Linked DNA regions of Mus musculus: regions 2 and 3 are each linked to region 1. The links are chromatin contacts, called in public ChIA-PET and Hi-C maps. All regions are on one chromosome and are shown on one strand. Each heading gives the region's core, a stretch centred on a gene start, on an enhancer-like site or on the middle of the called end of the contact. The rest is flanking DNA. Distances are from core to core; before and after follow the strand shown. Region 1 holds the start of Arfgef2 (ADP-ribosylation factor guanine nucleotide-exchange factor 2 (brefeldin A-inhibited)). Region 2 holds the start of Slc9a8 (solute carrier family 9 (sodium/hydrogen exchanger), member 8). Region 3 has its middle 33 kb from the start of Gm30536.

Region 1 (3,278 bases), core at 445-2,944:
AAACCCAACTCTTGGCCCTGGTTTTCAAAACAGAAAAGCTTTAACATTTAGGTCTCAGTAAATCCCTTCCACAGACCCTGAATTTCACAAGATTAGCTGCTCAGGATTACACAGGCCTCAAGCAACCCCCAAGATCAACAACAGTTTCTGACCCTTAGGGACTCTCAAATGCTTCCCACATATTTGAGGCCTGAATCTTATTCACCGGGAAGTGCAAAGCTCACAAATCCATTCCAAGGTCTCAAGTGGACGTTCTCCTGCACCCATGGAGAAGAGTGACTAACAGAAACTCAGCCCTTCTGTTTACTCAACCTTTTAGGACAACAGGCCTTTTAACCAAATCCCATGGATTGCACAGGGCGATGAATTCACAGGGAGACAGCTCTGGTCAAATGTCCTGACGCTCTCCGTCCACAACTTTTTTCCTCTTGAACCTCCACACAGTCGACATTTCTTACCTTTCAGACCTGGGCTCAAATGTCACACTTTCAGACAAGACTACTTTCCTGACCATCCAACCTAAAGCAGACCTCAGGTCCTCTGTATCACTTAAGTCTTTTTTCTGACAGCAGTACTTATTAGTACTGTTTTGTCTGCTCTATCAGAACCTAAGAAGATCCACAGGGACAAAGGATTCCATTTCTCCTTCATAGACATCTCCTCAGTACCTGCTACACAGGCTCTCGAGAAGTAACTAAAGATAGGAGACTGATGTTGGTGTCAACTACCGAGCTTTTACCTAGTTAGGAGCTAGAGACTTCTGTCTTTCCACAATCCATGGATCCATTCAACCAGCAAATATTTACTGAGCAACTACTGTGTGCGAAGCACTGTCATAAATGCACAGGACACCGCATTGAAGCAATCAGACAAGTATCTTTGCTCTACAGAACCTTTATTTTAGGGACCCGCCCTAAAATGAGTAGAAGTCGTACACGCTGTCCAATGCCTGAAATATAGATCATCTTACATCCCTTCCAGGCGAAGCGCCCTGGGAACCCCAATGTTCTCCAGTGAGACATTTCCCAAACAAGCCTCCGGGGTTCCTCGGCACCAACCGGGCAGCTCTCTGACCTGCTCTGATCGCTCCCGTGGGAGAGCCCCCAACCAGCATAGTGGCGCTGAAGGAAAAACTTAAGATCGAGAGCTACTGCTTCAGAGGACTTGGAGATGGTGAGGGGAGGAACCAGGAAACGGGACAAGGAGTCGTGGCAAGGGCCCCAGGCAGGGAAGCTGGAAAACCAGCCGTGGCTGTCACCAACTTGCTAGGTGACCTTGGGCCAGTCTCGGCCGCCCCAACACCAGCTCCCACGGGGACAGCGAGCGGAAGAGGACGGGAGGGTGGGATTCGGGCTGGGAGGAGTGGAGGGCAGCAGGCCCGGAGGGTAACGGCCGGCGTGGGGAAGCCGGCGCGGGCCAGGCCGGGGTGGCTCACTCACCGAGCGCCACCTGGCAGGCCCTACGCAGCTGGGAGTGCTGGGGCCGCTTCACCTCCTTGTCAGCTAGGATCTTCTCCAGGGCCCGGGACACGAACATGCTCTTGGTCTGGCTTTCCTGCATGGCCCCGGCCTGCGGGGGCCGGCGACCCCGCGAGCCGGCGGTGCGAGCGAGCAGGAGAGCGAGGCTGAGGGCCCGGCGACCCGGCCGGCACCGGCCGCGTCCGTGCGCGCCGCCCTGTCAGGAAGAGACGCCCCGGCCCCACGGCGCCGCCAAGTTGCAGCGCGTCACGTGACCACGTGACTGGCGGTGTCGCTGCGTCTGCTGAGCGTCGGTCGACCCTGTGACCCCAAGGGTGGGGGGCCGGCCGGGAGGCGGAGCCAGAGTGGGGTGGAGTTCTGTGGGTGGGGCGGGTGGGCGGGGCAGTAGACCTGTGGTGGGGCGTGGTCTGTTCGGTTGGGGCGGGGCCTACGCGAGTGGTGCTGGTCCGGGCGTGTCTAAGTAGTATAACCGGGCCAGGTAGGGGAGTGATGGTCAATGACTATGAAGGGGAAGAAAATGCAGGTCAAAGCCTATAGACATGGGCAGCCCTGAAGGAAAGATGCAAGTGATCGGAGGTAGGAAGAGACTAAGAGCATGCGCTAGATATGCTGAGAAAAGCGAAAGAGGGAGTAAAGGGGAAAGAAAAAAATCGTAAAAAGAATTAGTGAGGGCTGGTGAGATAGCTCAGTGTTTAAGAGCACCGACTGCTCTTCCAAAGGTCCTGAGTTCAAATCCCAGCAACCACATGGTGGCTCACAACCACCCGTAATGAAATCTGATGCCTTCTTCTGGAGTGTCTGAAGACAGCTACAGTGTACACATAATAAATAAATAAATAAATAAATAAATAAATAAATCTTTAAAAAAAAGAATTAGTGAGAGTAATAATAGTCGAGAGAAGAGAGATGGGCAAAAGGAAGTGAATGGAATGAGAGAGGTGACAGAGAGTAGGGAAGGTCAGATGCCGGATCCAGGAAGGGCAGAGAAATCAGGGATGGAAAGGAGGCTCAGGGAAGTTAAGAACCAGGACTGAGGATGAAGCCAGAAGGGAAGAGAGAAGAGAGAGGAGGGGAGGGGAAAGAAGGGTAGGCTGGAAGGTATATTCACGGTGTCTATCTCTTCCAGATTTGTATCTCTGACAGCAAACCACACCAGCCCTGGACACAGTCCTGCTGCCACAGGAGAGAGAGCTCCTGGCGGGCCAGTTTGTAAGAAGTAATCCTTCTGTCGCTAGAGTTTTACTTGTTTGTTTTGTTTGTTGTTGTTGTTTTGATACAATCCTGATGTGTATCGCCGGCTGTCCTTGACCTTGAACTCAATGTCCTCTCTGGGATGAGGGACTGAGTTGCATATTTTACATACCAAAGCTGACCTGGCCTCCAGGTTCTCCCAGCATCCCTCAGTCCCTACCTGGCATCCCCTGCTCCCAACCCTGAACTTTCCAGCACAAGGGTTGGGCTGCCCTTCTCCTTCCTTTTCACTCAGAGGCAGAGGCTCTTCCAGACATTTTGGCTTCTCTCTCTCTCTCTCTCTCTCTCTCTCTCTCTCTTTCTCTCTCTCTCTGCAAGCACTCTTCCTCTCTTCCCATGGCGACTTGCCTTGCCTCCTTCCTCAGGACCAGTGAACTCAACTGAGAGCAGCTTCGCAGCTTCCCAGGAAACCTACATTTAATATAATCTTACCTCTCTTGAATTGGCTCAATTCACCGGCAGGGAAATAACTTATCACCCTCCTGAGCTGGGATTGTAGGAGGAAGCCACCACACCTGAACATCTGCTTTCTAAGTGCCAGTCTGTGCC
Region 2 (3,278 bases), core at 296-2,795, 620 kb before region 1:
AGGATAGTCAGATCTACACAGAGAAACCTTGTCTGGGGTTGGGGGGAGGAGGATGCTCTCTGCCCCTTGAACTTAACGAGGGTAGCAGGGTATGTTAATCCATGCCTGTAATCTCTGCACTTGGGAGACAGATGCAGGAAAGCTAAGAGTTCAAGACCAAGGTCACCCTGGCCTACATACTGATACTCAGTGAGGACCAGTTTTATGGGCTACATGAACCTGTCTCAAAAAGAAAAACACAAACAGACTTCTAGGGTGGAACTGGAGTCTCCCTACACCCCAGTTTCAGTATTATTTACTTTCCTAGTCTACAATCTCCTTGAATTTTGGGTGCAGTGTGTGTGTTTGACTAAACTAGGGATTGACCTCAGGAATGGTGGGCAAGATTCCAGCCTTTAACTGACCAAGTCAGCTGAATCTGCCCCGTTTTTCTCCCTAGAATGCCCTAACCTACCCTACCAAACCCTTCTGGAATCTCAAATGGCTCAAGTTTCCTGCTCTGGAACATCCCACTCTATGCAAGGCTTCCGCCTGTGCTCTTAAGGTTAGGTCTGTAAACTAATGTAGTAGTGATGGAATTGTGACCACTGAGCACTGCCTCATTCCAGGACCCCATAAACTGATCAAGCTTCAAGCCCACATCTCAAAGCATTTGGCTCTGTATTACCTCTTTTATCTTGTCCTGCTGAGACTATGTGAATGTCTGGGACAGTACAGCTACACAACAAGATCTAATGACTTTCGCTCCTCAGTGGCCGAAGAGCTACCTGAAATGCTCTTAGTTAAAGTTCGGTATCAATTAAGGGGTTCCTTGTTAATTTTCTGGGGCTCATTTCAAAGAGAGAATTTGTAACACACAACAGTGTCCTGCCAAGCATGAAGATGGACTCGGGCCTTTTTAACACGTCATCTTCCCCATCTCTCCTCTAAGATTTCAAGCTGCGGGTCACGAGACGTCTTTCTCCCACCTAGGGTGGGCTCCTCTTCCCTCATGCTACCCAATTTCCATCCAAGCATCTGGCAAGGTCCAAAAACACCCAGTCCACACAAAAGTCTCCCACTAAAGCCTCGTGGCGGCTCCCTGCGGGCGGCTCCTGACGCCCAGGGCCGAGAAAAACGGTCAACTAGCAGTCAATGAATCAAAGAAACCTGCTGGGGGCAGACAAGAACAATGAAGGTTGCTGATGGTTACGGGGGATGCCAGGGGCTGCTCGTGGCAACGGGAGAACTTCCTGGATCAGGAGGAGGAGAGCCAGGGAACCCTGAGATAACCGGAAACCGGGAGCAGGAAGGACGTTCGCGGCTTCCGCCAGGCCTGCGCGTGGTCAGCAATGTCGGACCTCCGGGAGGCCTCAGGGCCCATGTTCTCATCCCGCCCCCCGCCAACCCTGGCTAGGTGGGCCCGCGCCACTCCACCCGGGCGCTCCAGGCCCGCTGTCGCCCGCCGGCCCGGCCCTGCCGCCTCCGCTACCCGAAGCCGCGCACTCACTCCTCCTCCGCCATCTTCTCCCCTATCCTGCGAGCTTCCGAGACTACAGAGTTCGGCGCCGCAGGGCTAGCGGGGCCGGCGGCTGCTTCCGGTTTCCGCTGCGGGCAGGGGCGGGGCTTGGCCTCCCAGGGCGACCCTCTGCGCTGTCCTCTCTGTGGCCTGGGAGTGGGACGACCTCTGGGGCTTTCTGTGGGCTTTTTCCGGCCAGGCTGTGTGACGATCTGGCCTTGGGACATCCGGACTTTTTTTTTTTTTTTTTTTTCCGGTCCCCGGGCGGGAAAGATTTGGAGGAAACTTTTGAGATCTGGGTGACTCAGCTGTGAGCCAAGCCGTCCGCCCCGCGTGAGAATCCCAGGGCTCAGAATGGGGGAAAGTGGTTTCTCTGGGCGTCCGGGCCGGCTGTGCGGAGCGGAGGGAGTCCGCAGGCGCGTTCCGAGGCGGCCTCAGTTTCCCCTGCTGTGGGGAGAGTAGACAGAGGGTCTTTGAAACGCTAGACAGTGTACTTACTCCGATTATAAAAGTTGAGAGCTAGCAAGGCAGAGGTTGGACATTCCCCATTGGTTTATTGGTTGGTGTGGTAGATGTGAAAATGAGATCCAGGACAACTTGAGGGGTTTCATTCTCGCCTTCCTCCGTGTTGGTCCTCGGCATTGAACTCTGGTAATACGGGTTGGCGGCACCGCCTTTACTCATTGAACTATCCCAACAAATTTTTCTTAACCTTTGTGTGTGCGGGGGTGGGTGGGGTACATTAGGAGGTCCCAGGTTATCAGATGTCTTCCTTACTCACGCTCCACCTTAGTTATGAGACAGTGAACCTGAAACTAGGGACGCGACATAGTGGCTAGCCAACAACTCCCAGGGATCCTCCTTCTCAGTCTCCCTGTCCCTATGGTTACAGATGCCAACAGCTATCCCTGGCTTCTGTGTGGATGTTGGGAATACCAACTGAGGTCCTCGTGCTTGCGTAGCAAGCGCATTGCCCACTGGGCTTTCAACACCGAAGATAACTTGAACTGTCTAGTCTGTATTGCTTAAAACTGGCCTGGTACTGCTGAGGTCTTTATGGGACCTTCTGGGTGTTCTCCTTCAGGGCCCCTTCCACCCTAGGTAGTTCCCCCCCCCCCCCCCACTTAATAACGCTTAACAGATATGTCACTTTCCCAAAGAACGATCCTTCTGTCTCATCCTCTTGAGCAGTTGGGACTGGAGGGTGAGAGACACCCCTCCCCACCCCCATTCAGGCATCTGTCTACTTCTGTACAGGGGTGGAACCTAGGGCAACACATATGGCAGGCAGGTGGTCTTCCATTCAGCTAACATGCCCAAGTTCTCTGTAGAGACCTACTGTATGCTGAGATGTACCTTGTGGGGTTCAGACTATACAAAGGAACTAGGAAAGCCAGGTATAAGGCAAGATAAAATTAAACGAACAAGGGAAGCCTCACACATTAGCTGAGAACAAAAATTCCAGCACAATTAATGTGTGCCAAGAAGGCTGCCCACGTAAAAAAATTTTCATATATGGATATTAAAACTAAGACTGCTGAGATGATTCTGGGTAACAGCTCATGCCACCAGCCGAATGACCTTAGCTTAGTTTCTGTGACACACATGGTGAGAGAGAACTGACCCTTGCAAATTCTCCACACATGGATATGACATGCACACACACTGCTGGATTCTTTGTCAACTTGACAAAAGCTAGAATCATGGAGAGAGAGAGACCATCAATGGAGGAAATGTCTCCATAAGATTCTGCTGTAGGGCATTTTCTTAATTAGTGATT
Region 3 (3,278 bases), core at 557-3,056, 580 kb after region 1:
TCTCAAAAAAGAGAAAGAAAGAGAGAGAGAGAGAGAGAGAGAGAGAGAGAGAGAAAGAAAGAAAGAAAGAGTAAAGAAAGAAAGAGGTTTCTTCTTTCTCCTTACAGCTCGAACTCTGCACACATTCCCTGGCGTTGTGTTAAGCGGCCATCTTGTGCTGCCGTGCCCTTGCATCATGTCCCTTGCTCTTGTCCACCCCTTTCCCCTCCAATACCAGCTTTCCCTGGAAGGCCGAGAGCTCTTGGAGGTCATAGGCTGGCTTCTGGAGACTGCTTCAGTAAAAGGTTTTGTGCTTGACTCCAGGGCTGGGCTGCTACAGTTGGACTAGGTTGGAATTACACTAGTGAGGAGGGGTGAGTGGCTGGAGTGGAGCAGAATGGGCTGGAGTCAGGTGGGGAGGGTAGAAGGATCTGATCGGTTGTAACCAGTTGGGCTGGACTGTGCTGAGTTGGGTTTGTTGAGTTCCACTGAGCTGGCGTGGAAAACTGAGTCACTGCAAATTTCATTCACTCTCCAGCTTTCCCATCAGCAGAAGCTGGTCCCTCTGTCAAGGTGATTTTCCCTCTCTGTTGCTTCCACTAGACTCTCATATGTCCCCTATCCAGACTCTGTGACTCACCCCCTCCCTACCGGGCCCCCAGTCTCTGTCCATCATATCCCCACATGCCTGGTGCCTGGCTCTGGCTTTCAAACCCTAAGCCCCACACACATTCAGAAATTGTTTGATCAAAGGATCAAAGTAATGACAAAGCCAGGTAGGAGGGCACCGAGGAGCCCAGGAGACACAAGCCAGGTATTTGATGTCCACTTCCCCCTTGGAGAAGATCAGCTCTAGGAGGATTGTGTGCCCTGACTTTGCCCTTGACCAACCCAACCCAACCCAACCTAATCCATCCCTCTGGAGAGGAGGGTTCAGAAAGCCTGTGGACACGGCCTTGAGGCCAAAATGGGAAGGGGAAATGACTCAGCTGAGCCCAGGAGGAAGGTCTCAGCTGGCAGATCCACATCCATCCAATGAGCGTGACAGAGTGTCTCTACGCACCTCCGTCTCTGCCCAAAAGCACAGGCCACAGCATCCATTGCAGACTTGAGCTCACGGGGGGGGGGGGGGGGCGATGCAGAGGGAGCCTGGGTGGATGGCAAATAGGGAGAACACAGTTCTTGGCTTCCAGAGATGACATACAGAAGCCACAGCCTAAGATGGCCATGAGCTTAGCCTATGAGAGGGAGGAAAGGGGTGATCTATAGTGGAGATCTACAGGGGTGATCTATAGTGGTGATCTACTGGGATGACCAGCCTGGAGGAGCAGACAAGAGAAGGAGGTGTAGCCAGAGGGGTTTTCTAGGATCCACAAAGCCCAGGGCACAACTCCTCCGCTCATGAATACAAACATTGCATCCTTCTGCATCCACACTGAACTTCGGGGTAGTTTTTGTTTGTTTAATGTTTCTGAATATTTGATGAGAATAATTTTTTTAAAAAAATATATAGTAAAGGGAAGAACTTTTAAAAAGTTGGAGATTCATCTCTGCCGTGTTTGAACCAGTTTCTCAAAGATAAAGTCATAACTATTTCACAAACATCAAATAACCATGTGTCAAAATTTTATTTAACTCAGTAGCTAGTGAAAGATCTGGGAAGATTTTAGAGACAATTCAAGTAGACTAAGCTGTCTGGCTGTTGAGCCCCCAGGGATCCTCCTGTCCCCACCTTGCCAGTACTGAGATTCCAGGCTCACCCCACTGCACCAGCTTCTCTCTATGTTCTCATGCTTACACCGACTGGGCAGGGACTTTCCCAGCCAGCCATCCCTCGGCGCTTGGTGTTTCTTTGATGTCTGTGGAGTGTGTCACGCCCTGTGGCCACCCCACGCCTGTCCTGAGTCTCCTGAGGTCTCAAGCAGGTAGTGTCTGAGGTTGACATCTTGCTGCTTTTAAAGCCACAGGTTCACACATCTCTTAGGAGCCTCACATCACAGAAGTGTTTAGATACTTTTTTTTTTGCATACTAATATTGTCCTTTTTCTACTCTAAGCAGTGTCCTGCGAGTCAGTTCCTTTGATCTGTTCTTGAGTATAGCGTTAATGGTGCCTATACTGGTTATTCTGTTTCTATACCTCATTCTGCAGTAAGAGAGCATCCTGAGATAAGATGTAGGAGGAAGGGTGGACGGAGAGCTAATAGTGTGGGAGGGCAGGCAGCCACCTTCCCATGGCCTACAGCTTCTGTGTTTCTCTCCCCGATAACAAGAGCCCAGTTCTTTTCAGGAGAACAAGGCCTTCCCCCACACACTCAGGAAGGCCTGCCAATCAGGGTGACTGGCCCCTCACCCAGGCAATGTGTGCTTTCTTCCTGGAAGCTGCTCATTAAGTGGGGTGACCAAAACATCACAAGCAGTTGAAACTGGCCCCTCTGTGGCCAAATCTGTTCCTGTTGCTCACAGAGAGCCCTGACCCAAAACGAAAGAAAACAAACCATGAACAGAAATACCATTGAAAAGGCTGAAAGGTCTGCTGGGGGTGGGGAGTGCCCCACCAACTGGGGGTGGGGAGTGCTCCACCAGCATGCATAGGGTCGCAGGTTCAATCCCCAGTAGAGGGGGGCAGGGAGAAAGGCCTACAAAGAATGTTAATGAAGTGCACTGGAGTGGCCAAGGAGGACCTGAGTTGGAATTCCCAGCTCCCATGTAAAAGGTCAGACATGGCTGTAAGTGTGCCTCACACCCCAGTACCGTGGGCATGGGAGACAGGAGGATCTCAGGGTCTGGCTGGCTAGCAAGACCATAGACCAAGACCAAGACATAGAGCAAAACACCAGAAGACATCCTACACACTCACACACACACACACACACAGGGGAGGAAAAATCTATTAATCTGGGGCAAAAGAACATTTAGTTCATCCTTGGACAACTACTCTCATTCACCAAGTTTTAGCCAGGTCCTCTAGGCTTCTTTGCAACCAGGCCTGAACTTTGAACTTTGACCCTGGCCTCACCAGACCTGCATCCCTGCAAGAATCCCCACCTCACACCTGCTTGGCCTATCCCCAGCAAGGACCCTGCTGATCTACCAAGAATTGATCCACACAGCGGGAATCCTTGAAAACCTCCTCCAGGACCTTCGACCTGCCTCCAGTAGTGAAACTCTACTGTTTTGAGGTGGCTAGAGTGGAGCCCTCACTTTCCTATTGTAACAAATGCTTGATGGGACATGCCACCCATGATTTGTCACAAGTCTGACACAAGATCTGTGTTTATGTAACCGAGCTCATGTGATG

What was found. A called contact is a pair of places that touch in the nucleus more often than the background predicts. ChIA-PET counts read pairs in DNA pulled down with a chosen protein or histone mark.
Region 2: a contact with region 1 is called in a Hi-C map of CD8 T cells, with 4 times the contacts expected there. The contact joins the promoter of Slc9a8 here to the promoter of Arfgef2 in region 1. A contact is called at or near these places in 2 of 39 promoter capture datasets (liver and pre-B cells), 1 of 484 Hi-C or Micro-C datasets (CD8 T cells) and 1 of 115 datasets of contacts at active chromatin or transcription factors (memory CD8 T cells).
Region 3: an RNA polymerase II ChIA-PET map of effector CD8 T cells shows a contact between it and region 1, with 5 read pairs. The contact joins the enhancer-like site here to the promoter of Arfgef2 in region 1. A contact is called at or near these places in 4 of 39 promoter capture datasets (the 3T3-L1 cell line, embryonic stem cells, hippocampal neurons and 1 more), 4 of 115 datasets of contacts at active chromatin or transcription factors (bone marrow-derived macrophages, effector CD8 T cells and stem cell-derived neural progenitor cells) and 2 of 9 other capture datasets (liver and macrophages).

Annotation. Positions count from the first base shown.
Region 1 is chr2:166,803,997-166,807,274 of GRCm38.p6, reverse strand. Arfgef2 (ADP-ribosylation factor guanine nucleotide-exchange factor 2 (brefeldin A-inhibited)) reads right to left here and starts at 1,694. Exons shown (of 39, transcript NM_001085495.2): 1 at 1,440-1,694. The coding sequence starts at 1,560.
Region 2 is chr2:167,419,977-167,423,254 of GRCm38.p6, reverse strand. It overlaps Slc9a8 (solute carrier family 9 (sodium/hydrogen exchanger), member 8), which reads right to left and starts at 1,545. Exons shown (of 17, transcript NM_148929.3): 1 at 1,490-1,545. The coding sequence starts at 1,503.
Region 3 is chr2:166,226,264-166,229,541 of GRCm38.p6, reverse strand. No RefSeq gene overlaps it. Among named protein-coding and RNA genes, the nearest start is that of Gm30536, 33 kb to the right of the region's middle. Within about 2 kb of position 1,806, at least 37 of the 459 cell types and tissues checked have an H3K27ac peak or open chromatin away from gene starts, as enhancers often do. A contact at or near this core is called in bone marrow-derived macrophages and effector CD8 T cells, where this site is marked.